2 separate regions of the Astyanax mexicanus genome follow, and region 2 is linked to region 1. The links are chromatin contacts, called in public Hi-C maps. All regions are on one chromosome and are shown on one strand. Each heading gives the region's core, a stretch centred on a gene start, on an enhancer-like site or on the middle of the called end of the contact. The rest is flanking DNA. Distances are from core to core; before and after follow the strand shown.

Evidence for each region. A called contact is a pair of places that touch in the nucleus more often than the background predicts.
Region 2: a contact with region 1 is called in a Hi-C map of muscle, with 4 times the contacts expected there. The contact joins the promoter of kat6b here to the enhancer-like site in region 1. A contact is called at or near these places in 2 of 3 Hi-C or Micro-C datasets (both in muscle).

Annotation. Positions count from the first base shown.
Region 1 is chr7:37,956,355-37,962,692 of AstMex3_surface, forward strand. All of the region lies in intron 3 of adka (adenosine kinase a), which reads left to right. Among protein-coding and RNA genes, the nearest start is that of adka, 20 kb to the left of the region's middle. Within about 2 kb of position 5,062, the one cell type or tissue checked has an H3K27ac peak away from gene starts, as active enhancers do.
Region 2 is chr7:38,197,864-38,204,260 of AstMex3_surface, forward strand. kat6b (K(lysine) acetyltransferase 6B) reads left to right here and starts at 4,166. Exons shown (of 17, transcript XM_007252265.4): 1 at 4,166-4,379.

The DNA.
Region 1 (6,338 bases), core at 3,812-6,311:
TGTAGAACAGGTTATACTGACAGTATTTTTAAAGTGCTTTTAATTAGCCCCTAACCACACTAAGCGCTAGCTGTTTTGCTGTTCAAAGATAATTATTATCGGCCTGTAGCCTTAGCATTAGCCGCTAACAAGCACTAGCTCTTTCACCATTCAGAGGTATTATCACACTGGGTTCCGCAGTGTAGTGCTGTCATTAGCTGCTAACCGTGGCTAGCCTTAGTAGAAAACTGCAAATCTAAGCTTACTGTAGAAAATTGACGTAATTTACTCATACAAATAAACACTTTTCAGGTAAAAAAAAATCTGTGTAGATCAACATCCAGGCTCATTTAACTTCAAAATATATATTTTTTAATTACAGTTTTGTTCACTTAACTTAGCTTAGCTTTACAGGTCTCACCACCCAGCGGTGAGGTCTGCTAAATTAGAAGGAAAACATGGTGACGTCCCTGTTCTCACAATTCTCCTTCTAGTTTGGTGCGCCTTGTGTATGAAAATAGACCAGAAAAAAGACGGTGTGACATTGATGATGTGGATTGATGGGATGGATTTTGAATTTACTTTGCTATGGTAACTGCCGTAGTCATGGATGTTGTGAGTCATGGTTGAGTGGTTAACATGAATGTTGTGCAGTGGTGGCAATGATGTTGCTATGTGGTTAACGTGGTATTTTTAAGAAGTTGCCCTGGTATTCAATGTTGATGTTAATTTGTTGCTCAGTAGATTAGTTATGTTATACCAAGTGGTTGCTATCATCTGTGGTTTTTATTCCTGTCCGAAATGACCATGTATGTGTTTTTCTCAGACGTCCTCCGAAAAAAACATAGTAGGTAATTCAGCCTGTAATTTTTTCAATGAGCTCCGTGGTTGTTCTGTACTTTTTATTCCCGTCCGGACGCAAATCTGCGTTTAGTCACCTCACGTTTAATAAAAAAGCTATTTGTCTGCAGCCACACCCCGTAATTACACTTTGCACGCACGTTTCCAGGGAGATCGTCGCAAACACAACAGCGAGTGGAAATAGAGGAGCTACTGAACGGGATGTCGTGACCGAGAAAGCCAAAAAAAGAAAATCACTGGTCCTCCTGTTTTTTTCAGTAGAAAAGTAGAAGTGAGAAATATTTTTCACAAACGCCCCCCTGAGAAACTAATCCTGTCCGGATAGGGCTATTAATGGCAAATTATTTTTTCAGAAACTCTGACTCCTTATATATCATCTGTTTCAAAAGACCCATTCTGCACAAGACCTGATAAGGCCTTTTGCTGAAACTGCATTAGGCCTCATTGGCTTGCTCATTGCTTCACACCCTTACTACTGCTTATAATGGTATTTTTATTTTGTAGTGTATTATCAGTACGTTTGTTAGCAAAATGCTGGAAAATACCACCCAGAAAAGAAATTTATATATTTTACCATAACATTGTGTTTAAGTTGTGCATGTGGTGTATATGTACTTCAGTATATAAAAGACTGTAAAACACTTCAAGTCACACACACACACACACACACACACACACACACACACACACACACACACACACACACACACACACACACACAGTCCTGACTTCTCCCAAAAGCATTATGACAACAACCAGCTTATCAGTGAGCTAAATGATAAGGCTGCTTAATACTGTCTCACTGCCCTTAACAGAGGTCAGGCCTGGCAAAGAGGCGTCCAGCCAGTAAGCAACAGGTGGAGAGGCCTAGCATGCTCTTCATGACTCAGGAAATTTGATAGACTTTCTATATGGGATGTCTCCCGTCTTTTATCCGTGTAATAGTGTTAATCTCTCAAACAGACTCCTGAGATTTCATTCAGGCCTGATTATACAAATATATCATTTTCTGCTGTTTACATTGTATGCTAATCTTTTTATAGTATCTCAGTATTAACTTTGTGATTGTGGTGATTTTATAGAAGACTGTGGGCCAGTAAAGAACTATTTTATAGTGTGATGCAGTGTTTTTAACTGCAGGGATGTGATAAGGTCTCTATAACTACCACTTTACAAATAATTCCCTGATGATAATCTCTGCTGTTTGCTGCCAGTGTAGATTTAATTTCTGCCTCTGCTTATAAGTCAACCAGTACGTGCAGTATTCTTTTGTGTTATGTAACACTGCCATCTTGTGAAAAACAGAGTTTATCTCAAAGTGAGGTGTAGCTTTAACTACTGTAGCAGATGTTAGCTTGATGTTAACTTCTCTAGCTAAGGTTAGATACATGTTATCCACTCTAGTTGTGTTTAGATGGGTGGTAACTGCTGTAGTTAATATTGTATAGATTCATCTGCTTTAATAGATGTTCAGTGTTCTTCTGCATAGTTGCTTGTTGACAATCCAGACATGCAAATGTACACATACAGCTTGTCTAGTCGCTGTAAAGACATATATTGCAAATAGAATACGACTCTCTGGAGCAGGTAAACATGAACCTATTTTCACCATGCCAAGTTTCAGATAGATGTTAGATAAATGCTAGTCACTCTAGCCGATGTTTGATGGATGTTAATTGTTGTAGCTAGGGTTGGATAAATAATAATCACTCTAGCTGAGGTAAGATAGATGATAATCTGTCTAGCTGAGGTTAGATAAATAATAATCACTCTGGTTGAAGTTAGATATATATTACCGGTACTCTAGCTGAGAATATATGAATTTTAATCTGTTTAGTTAAGGTTAGATAAATAATAATCACTCTATCTGAGGTTAGTTAGATTTTAATCTGTCTAGCCAAGGTTTGATGGCTGTTGATCTGTATAGCTGACATTAGATATATGTTGTTTACGTTAGCTGAGGTAAGATATATGTTAATCTGTCTATCCGACATTAGATTAATTTTACTAGATTCGACATATGTTACTTACACTAGCTGAGATTCGATATATGTTACTTACTTACACTAGCTGAGATTCGATATATGTTACTTACACTAGCTGAGATTCGATATATGTTACTTACTTACACTAGCTGAGATTCGATATATGTTACTTACACTAGCTGAGATTCAATATATGTTACTTACACTAGCTGAGATTCGATATATGTTACTTACGCTATCTGAGGTTAGATATGTTACCTACACTAGCTGAGGTTAGATGGATGTTACTCTGTCTATCTGAGATTTGATATATGTTACTTACACTAGCTGATATTCAATATATGTTACTTACACTAGCTGAGATTCGATATATGTAACTTACTTACACTAGCTGAGATTCGATATATGTTATTTACACCATCTGAGATTCGATATATGTTACTTACGCTATCTGAGATTTGATATATGTTACTTACGCTATCTTACGCTATATATATATATATATATATATATATATATATATATATATATATATATATATATATATATATATATATATATATATTGTCCAGCCCAACATTATTTATCTAACTTTAGCTACACAGATTAACATGCATCTAACCTTAGCTACGTAAGTAACATACATATATGTATGTATATATATATGTATGTATGTATGTTACTTACTGTAGCTAAGGTTAGATGCATGTTAATCTGTGTAGCTAAAGTTAGATAAATAATGTTGGGCTGGACAAAATATATGGCAAACATCTGTATAACGATACATTTCCTCATGTCTGTTTGATCATTGTTGCAGGAACTCATTTTTAGTATGATTTAAAGTGTGGATGTCTGTGTATTTTGGTGGTATAGACAATTGTTTATATAGTCATAGATATTTAACTTAGTTCCTGATGAGAGCAAGCACAAAAAGTGATGATAGAAAATTAAGAAATTGTAAGATGGATCCCTCAACTTTTTGAACAATAGACAAAATTGCTAGACTACTTTATATACTATACAATTATTACTTTACAGTTCTGATTAAGAGCAGGTGTTTGCTAGCAATTAGGAAAATGGATGATCTGACACCAGAAACAAATAAGAATAAACATATTTAAATACAAGAACACTGTAACCTCATACTCATAACCCTCCTACTATCCTCATATTTGCTAATACCCTTTATTCTCTAGATAAAAATGATCCCAGTAATTTAATTTAATTAAACATGTTCTAAATGGTTCTGGCATTATAATGTTTTATTAGTATTAAATATATATAATAAGTATTCTGTTGTGAAGGCCTTAAAATAAAAAGAGATGTTTAGAGAAAGATTCTACAACTGAATGTCATAGATACCTCACAAATGAATGTAAATATTAATATTTCTTATGTTTTATGCACATAAAACGGCCTTAAAAACAGACATTAAAATTGAAATATTTGAAATATTATTATTATTTTTGTCTTCGGTATATTAAGAAAAGACAATAAATATGAATCACAAAACTAATGCCAGCCATTTCATTCAGAGGCTTTAAACACTGAATGGGGTCAAATTGATCCCAAAGATAATAGGAGGGTTAATATAGGGGATATTTGTCCTTGCTCCTTTTTCAATGTTGAGACTGTAATTATTTCTGATATTGTTACTTATGTTAGTATTAGTATTACTATTGGTATTTCTCTTATCTCCCATAATACTGTTATGTTTGTTTACCTCAGTCTGTGTCTATGCATCGTAAAAAAAAATAGTTTAAGTATAAAACTAATGCAGTTAATGTGCACTTTTCTTTGGGGGGGGGGAGAATCTCCTGTTTCTCTGGGGTCTCAGCACTCATGTATTATATGTGATGTCCAGCAGATGGCAGTGTAAGCTCATCAAAGTTTAATACTGCAGCTTTAGAGGTTGCGGAGACCTTCTTCTTGTTTGGTTATGCAAGGAGAGCTGGTATTTGGTTGTGAGGCAAAAATGTGTTAATCGTCAGACATATGACCCACTTACGCCTGTGGATACAGGGAGACGCATGGTGGTGTTGTAATGGACGTGTATATGAATACGTGTAGATTTCATTTCATTAGTTCATTTTAACAGTGCAAGGTAACCTGGATGTTGTTTGATATTAAATAAACAGTATAATAGACAGTTTAATGATGATGATGAGGATAATAGAGTGCAGCAGTTCTCAGCTCAGCCTGGAAGAGCCCCTCAGTGCTGTGCAGCCCCCGGCCGCTCTGTCCGTCTCTCTCGGGAAGCCTTTGTGTGACTGTTTCCTGTGGCTCAGATGGGGCTGGTTCTGATGAGTGTGCTGTTCTTTATTTGCGAGCGGGTGGAAAAATGAGCCGCTGCACTCTGAAAGCTAAACTGCAGGTGTGTTGGGGATTGGGGAGGAAAAATGGTGCATTTGAGGGGACAAACCTTTGCACATTGTGCACACTTGCAGTATGTACATTTACTCAGCAGTGTTTCTGCTGGAAAGCTTTGTCAACATTTTTTATTTTTTATTTTATTTTTTTTACTTCATGAAGTCCAAACCAGCAAGGATGCTTAGCTCTGAGAGTTGGACGTGGGGTCTTACGATTAATCTTTTGTGCTCTGTTCTTGACACTTCCCCTCTTGACAGTAGCCAGTCTAAAAATATGTTTTTCCTAAAAGAGAAAATGCCTTGTAACCAGTATTTTTAATTGTTGTTACCATGTGATTTGAAGCTTATTTAGACACCTTATTTATTATTGACCTGTTTAATCTTTAAAAATGGAAATAATACTCTTAAAGCACCAACACTTTCAGATTGAATGCCTAAGTTCTGGATCATGCTGCTTTTGCCATTAAGACCATTACGAGTTTGAAAGAAAAAAAAACAATGACTTTGCTCTTTCAGGGGTGGGTAGATGGCATGCTCTCCCCACATCACTCCTAGTATAAAACGCTGGTCAGCACAGGCATCTGTTAGCGGATATATCAGAGCTGGCAACCCAGTGGTGCTGCGTCAGACAACTTGGGGGGGAAAAAAAGGGCTGTGTCTAAATTCACTTGGATCACATGCTGCTTTTCACCTTCCTAGTGTTTAGGGCATTACTAGTGATTGGGTAGTTCTAGAGAATGGGTGGTTGTTGTAATTGGCCTTCTAAATTGTAATCATAATGGGACAAAACATAAAATAGTGTTTTCACAATTTTTGCATAATAAAATGGTTAAAATGTAAACAGCTATTTATATGTGTTTGGTGGTGGTGAAGTTTTCCATTATCAAAAAACTCTAGACTGGTTTGTTTACAGTGGTAATTATAAGAGGAATCTGAGTCTAAAGTAGGTCTGTGTATTATTAACTTATTATACAGTATAAGGAGTTTTTGCTAACTTCAGTATTAGCCATTGTTTTTGCTTAGCAGAAATTAGGAGACCCCCTTAACATGACTGATCCAATGTGACATATTTGTTTTAAAACAGTGTTTTTATTTTATTGGTTTTTAACTAATATATTTGAATTCCATTGTTCGAATATTATTT
Region 2 (6,397 bases), core at 2,916-5,415, 240 kb after region 1:
ATTAAGAAGTATCGGTATCAGTATCGATATCGGCAATACTGGCCCTGCATCTACTTGGTATCGGATCGATACCAAAATTCCCGGTATCGCCCACCTCTACTGAAAACTTACTTGTTTAGTTTAGCTTTTGGTAATTAATGTTTTTTCCCTTTAGATAAGGCTGCAGATTCAGGGGTTCATGGACAGAGGGAATTGTGGGTAAACTGAGATGCTGGTGCTGCTGTTCTCCCACTGCACACGGTCACTCAGGTTTGTGGACGGTGGAGTGGGTGGATGCCAGTGTTTCAGGGAGCCTCCATGTCTATGTTACCTTCTGGCTCTCTGCCTTTAGTTAGGCTGTTTTATTTAGATCTGCCGGAGTCATTTGCCACACTCTGATAATGTTTTATATTCTCTGTTTTACATAAATCCAGTCAAAACTAATTCCTTCTCTCTGCCTTCCTCCGAGTTACTGACTGCCCACCTGTCTGACCCGATACCGATGGATGTTGGACCCTCAGGCTCTCATGTCCTCTGTCTGGCCAGACTGGAAGTTTCTGAAGTCAGCTCTTCTCCACCACCACCACAGATCAGCTGCTCATCATCCATCTTACTCTATAAGCCATTAGTGGAGCTGCTATACACCTGAATATATAAAACCTATGTGGATGTATGAAAGACTTTTTAAAATTAATTTAAAAGCCATTTGACCAGTGGTGGGATGGTCCCCCCTTTAATGTGAGTCTTGGTCCTCCCAATGTTTCTTCCTCCTCCTGCAGCTCTGAGGGAGTTTTTCCTTGCCTCCGCGCTCACTGGGGATTCTGTATTCTGTATTTTCTATGTGTAATGTTTTGCCTGACTCTTTGTCCTGTAATCATGTTTCTGTAAAGCTGCTTTGTGCCAACACCAGTTGTAAAAAGCGCTATACAAATAAATTTGATTTGATTTGACTCTGTGGGCAGTTTTGGCTCAGAGCAACATGCATTCGATGACATGGTTGTGGGTACGATACCAAGGATCAACAATGTGCCACTGATGGGCCTTTAAACAGCCACTAAACCCTAAACTACTTAAACCATATACAGTATTTTTTCCATTAATAGCTGAAATAAGTTCCTTAGAAAAAATAAAACATACAAGAACTGCTTAAATTTTTTTAAACATGTCCTAAAATAAAAATAAAAAAAGGCTTTTTTTGTGGTAATTTCCGGCTCTACAGCTCACTCTCAGGTTCAATTGTGTTAGAGGTGTGGATCATATGCACATCAGCTCGCCCTCCTGCCCTGCCTCTAAACCCATACATCACCCAGTGCCCCTCCCAAAACTTCCATTTTTTAGCCTTTTCCTAATTTGAGCTGAGGGTGGAGTCAGGGGGTAAAATCAGGGGTTTAGTGCCCTTTTAAACAAGGCCCTAAACCCTTTTATCTTGTCATTTTTTGTTATCTCTTGTCTTGTCATCTCTTGTCATTTTGTCTTGTTGTTTTGCCTTGTTCTACTTTAAGCTGCAGGTGAATTGGAGAGTTAGGCAGTTGAGTTGAGTTGGTGATGAGGTGGGGTGATGATCATCAGACATCCCGATGTCACTAATGCTCTCAAAGCAATGCTCCAAAATCTAGTAGAAAGCTTTTCCTGGACAGTAGAGATAGTTACTTTATCAAAAGCAGGATGACCTCTTTTTAATACCCCTGATTTCATAAAAAACAATTAATTAAGCAACCAATCCAAAACTTTTGTCCATATAGTTTGATTACAAACTATGCACATTTGTTCCACTATGATCCTATAAACCCGTTTTCTACAGAAGCTGATTTTACACACAGCAACGCATCACGCAGGTTTAGATGTTTACAGAGTATTCATAACGAAAACTTTCACACGCTCTAGAGCCCAGCCATAACAATATAATGTAGCAGCAGGTTTGAAATATGGCCAGTATAATGAACGTACCACCTTTTTGTTGTGCCTTAAACTGAAACAAATGTAGCACTAAATAAACCGTGATCCACAGGGGAAACAATTACACACTGGCAGGAGCGTTTATTGGCTTTCAGCAAAACTAATCTAACACTTAACTTCTGTGCATGTTCGTGTGTGTTCTGTGAAGCCCTGCACTACAGCGCTGATTTACACTCCAGTAGGATCTATTATTTGGTGCAACTAACTTAGAGGTTTATTGGCTTGTGGGCTTATTCATAAAGTCTCTGAAAGTAGTTATAATTGTTAATAATGAGTTAATAATGATATTCTATTGACACCATGTTTGATTTAAGCAAGTATGCTTACCAAATGCCTTAATTAAAGCAACTATTAAAACATAAGCTTATCTCAGGATTCTTTTCATTTTTTTTCAGCAGACACTTGTGCAACTTCGCATTACGTTATGACAGCTGTGATGCAAATTTCCCATTGTAATGATATGTTAGGTGACAAAAAACTCTTCGATATGTGCAGGACATCCTGCAGCCACAGGCATTGCTTCTCAAGGCAGGACTTTTAACTGCCATTTTTTAATAGAATAATCCTCACCCACACACAGCAAGGATTTCCTAGGAGCATTTATGAGTCAGCTAAACAGCCACTTCAACAGCCTACGAGTGGAATTGTGAAAGAGTGATTTAGGACGCATGAGATCATCATTTTCACACATGGACTGGCCACCACAGAGTCCAGACCTTAACTCCATTGAGAATCTGTGCAGAAGCTTATCGAAACAATGTCCCAATTAATGTGTGGTCCAACAAAATATTAGTGTGTAACCAGGCAGGGTAATTAACCACATAAAGAAGCATACAAATGGTTCTTTAAAATTTTACTGCAGAGCCCATGAAGACCTTTTTTTTTAGATTAATTAATTGCCATGTAAAGATGTGTGTGTGGTAAAGGTTGCTATATTAATGATGATGATGATAATGATTATAATAGAGGTGATGGGGGTGGTGATGATGATGGCTGTGGTGATTATTATAATTAATGGTATTATACTTATGGTAATACTTATGATTCAATTCTATTTAATTTATATATCACTTTTTACAGCAAATGTCACAAAGCAGCTTTACTGTTGTGTATTAATCTTATCCTTGTTATTATTATTAGTAGTATTAGTGTTATTATGAAGCTATTTCGCTGTGTAGTAATACCACATTTATTATTATTATTATTATTATTATTATTATTTTTATTATGGGTCTGGGACGCCAGACTTCACTGTTGAGCCTTCTGGAGGTGTCGTGGGCCTAATTCAGCGAAACACTGACGAAGGAAGGTGCCTGCCTGATGACCCCTGAGAAGAGCTTGCACTGAAGTTTGTGTTAGAGTTTGGATGAAGGGGATTGGTGTGGTCCTGCTCTTGTAATAATTTGTCTCATGAGTTTTTGTAGACGTCTGAGTACTTGCCAGTTGAGGCACGGACCATGAACATAGTTCGCTATGCTTCTGGATTCTTGTCGAGCCAGTATCAGATGGTAGTGGTTGCTGTGTTCTGCTCACGCAACTTATAATGTGATTTATTGTGTGTGATTGTGCTTAGGTAAGTGTGTTGTTGCCATAGTTAAAGGAAGTGAGCTTAGATTAAGGAGGGATTCTGTTTGTTCATAGGTTATTTTTTGGTAGGTCTGTTACTTGGCAGTTGAGGCAATGGACCATGAACATAGTGTTAGGCTGTGCTTCTGGATTCTTGTCGAGCCAGTATCAGATTGTGGTGGTTTTGCTATTGTTGTTAGTTGAGTGAGTAGTAGATCCTGGCTGAGCCCTATGCATAACCCCAGCTGTTAGGTGCAGGATTTGTCAATTTCCTGTATTATATTACTTATTATTGTTATTTTTATCAGTTATATTATATTCAACATAATAATAATAATCATATAATTATAAAAAAATAATAATGATCAGCATAATTAGAATCATAGCAATTTATTAGTTATCTTAATTTATTAATCTTATTATCCTCTACATATTTATTATCATTATATTTTTTTAGCCCTCTATTAAAACTTTCCCTTTCCTTTTATTTTTATTGAGTGTGTATCCTGAAAGTGAGCGCGCGCGTGTGTGTGTGTATTTTCCCACCCCTGCCATGTAATTTGAAACAATGTACATTGTTTTGCAGTGAGCGATGTGATGTCACATGGCGGTTCCAGCGAGTCCTCCTCTGTGCTGATGGAGTGCTGAAAGGGGAGGTACTACTTTGTTACACACTCCCATGTAGATTAACCTTTCAATTAGTTGTTATCAGGCTCCCTGTGCCTCCGCGCGCCTTTATTCTGCCCGATCAAACGCTGGATTTTAATTGACCTCGTTACGCCTTTTCGCTGTTTCCAATAAACGCACAACCGCTCGGAGCGGAGAGAGAGAAAAAGAGAGAGAGAGGGAGAGAGAGAAACCGCGCCAGGAACTTAAAGGTAACAGAGCTGTTACAGAGCCCGGTTGCGGCCGCGTGGCTGCTGCCTTCAGAGTTCTTAATTAGCTATAAATGTTTTAATCGTTCAAGTTTGCCGTGAGCGATGTAACTTGACGTGAGAGTGTGTGAGTGTTTGAGTGTGTGTGAGAGAGTGTGTGTTTGTGTATGTGAATGTTACCGAGCGATCGAGTGAGTGTGTGAGTGAGTGAGTGGATGGATTTGGGATCAATCGCAGAGATTACACTGCTTGACACGCGTAAATGGAATTTTCCAGATGCTATCTGTTTTCAATAGCCGGAGCCGGAGCACATTAGCTAGCGAGCCCAGAGCCGCGCGCGGAGCGGGGTGGCTGAGCCGGAGCTCGCGGGCTCGCGGCGAGGCTGGATGCAGCGAGGCTGAGGCTGCAGACAGACATACAGACTGTGAGATAGAGCGCAGCGGCTATAGCTGTAGCAGCCCTGGAGGAGCAGCTTAGATCCAGCGAGGACAGCAGTGTGTTAGATCCGACATCATTACACACATTAGCCGTGTCAAACCTCCCCTTGATGGATAATCTTGTCAGAAATGTTTTATGAGAGATTTATGAGTTTATCATGAGCTACAGTCACTCTATAACAGCCTATTTTTAACACATTTTAAGCCAACTAGTTAAACATTAACTAACCCAGCATAGCTAAGATACTTGTTTTAAGTGTTAAAGTGTGGCTGTATGTCAAATAACGTTAGATAGATAGCTACGACTTGTAGACTAGTTAGTTGGCTAAGCTAAGTTAGTTAGCTAGCTAACGCTATGTGGCTCATGCGAAGTGATGTAATGCGATTCTGATGCACTTTAACGACAGGCTGATCTATCACAGTTAACTACATCATGATTAAAACCATTAAAATAAATAAAATAGCCAGCTACGTCTCGCTTGATGTGCCCTAGCGCTGGCTAGGTTAGGTTCATTCTCGTGAGGAGGAGCCTCGCTTCAAGGAGTTAAGGTGGACTTGCGTGGACGGTGGATGATTTAACCTTGGCTAAATATCGCAGCCGCAGTGTAAATCTCACACATCATGTGGAAAAACAGATGTTTTCTTAGCCTCGTTGCCAGAATTCAGAGTTTCTCCCCTTTCCCAAGCGAGGCGAGAGTCGCCGGTGTACTGTCGAGGTCTGTTACCCATCGATACGCGCCTCTTACGGCAGGGCGCATGCGCTGATCCATATTATTTTCAGTTTTTAGGTGTTTTTTTCGTGATAATTATTTTATCATTATAGTTTCTCACTATTAAACAACCAGAGCTTACTGTCATTAACTGCTTATGAGTGTTACAAAAGTGTAAGTGGCAATAAATAATAATAAAATTCATATTTAAAATAATAAAAAATATATTAAACACAGTTTATTACGTTAACTTTATAACTAACGCGATTTAGGCTGGTTAAATATCCCATATAGACTACATTAGAACATAGACGTTCTAATGTAATAATGTTCTAATGTAATGTCCTGCTTTAAATACATATTATATCTATTTTTTGTTTTTACATTTAAATAGCCTACACTCCAGGGTAGCGCGGTTTGACAAGGTAGCAGAACTTGCCAGAACACCGCTTCGCAGGGTTAAGGTGGTAGCACGGGTTACCTTAAAAGGCGGGTCAAGTGATTTATTGGCAGATTATGAAGCCAATCGACTCCTCGAGAGGCTGAACCGCTTCTCTGTGATTGACACCCGCGTTATCAAACCAGGGATCGGCGTTTGCCCTTTCTAGCCAATATTAAAGTTTCTTGGGAGGAGCCGTGGCTGTGAAGGTGAGGTTTAATGAGACTCCATTGGGTTGTAATCAGTGTCATGTCGGATTCATGTAAACTACAACATTGTAACAAAATGGCGTCTGTTTAGTAAGGCGACCGGCCAGCAGCAATAGCAGCAGCAGTAAGGAGCAGCCAGCGCAGCAAGTCACCTGTCCTTCTGTCTCCCTGTCCTCTGAGGAGCGTTCAAGTGTTGAGGAGTGAGGTTGGTTTATCCCTCTCTTGT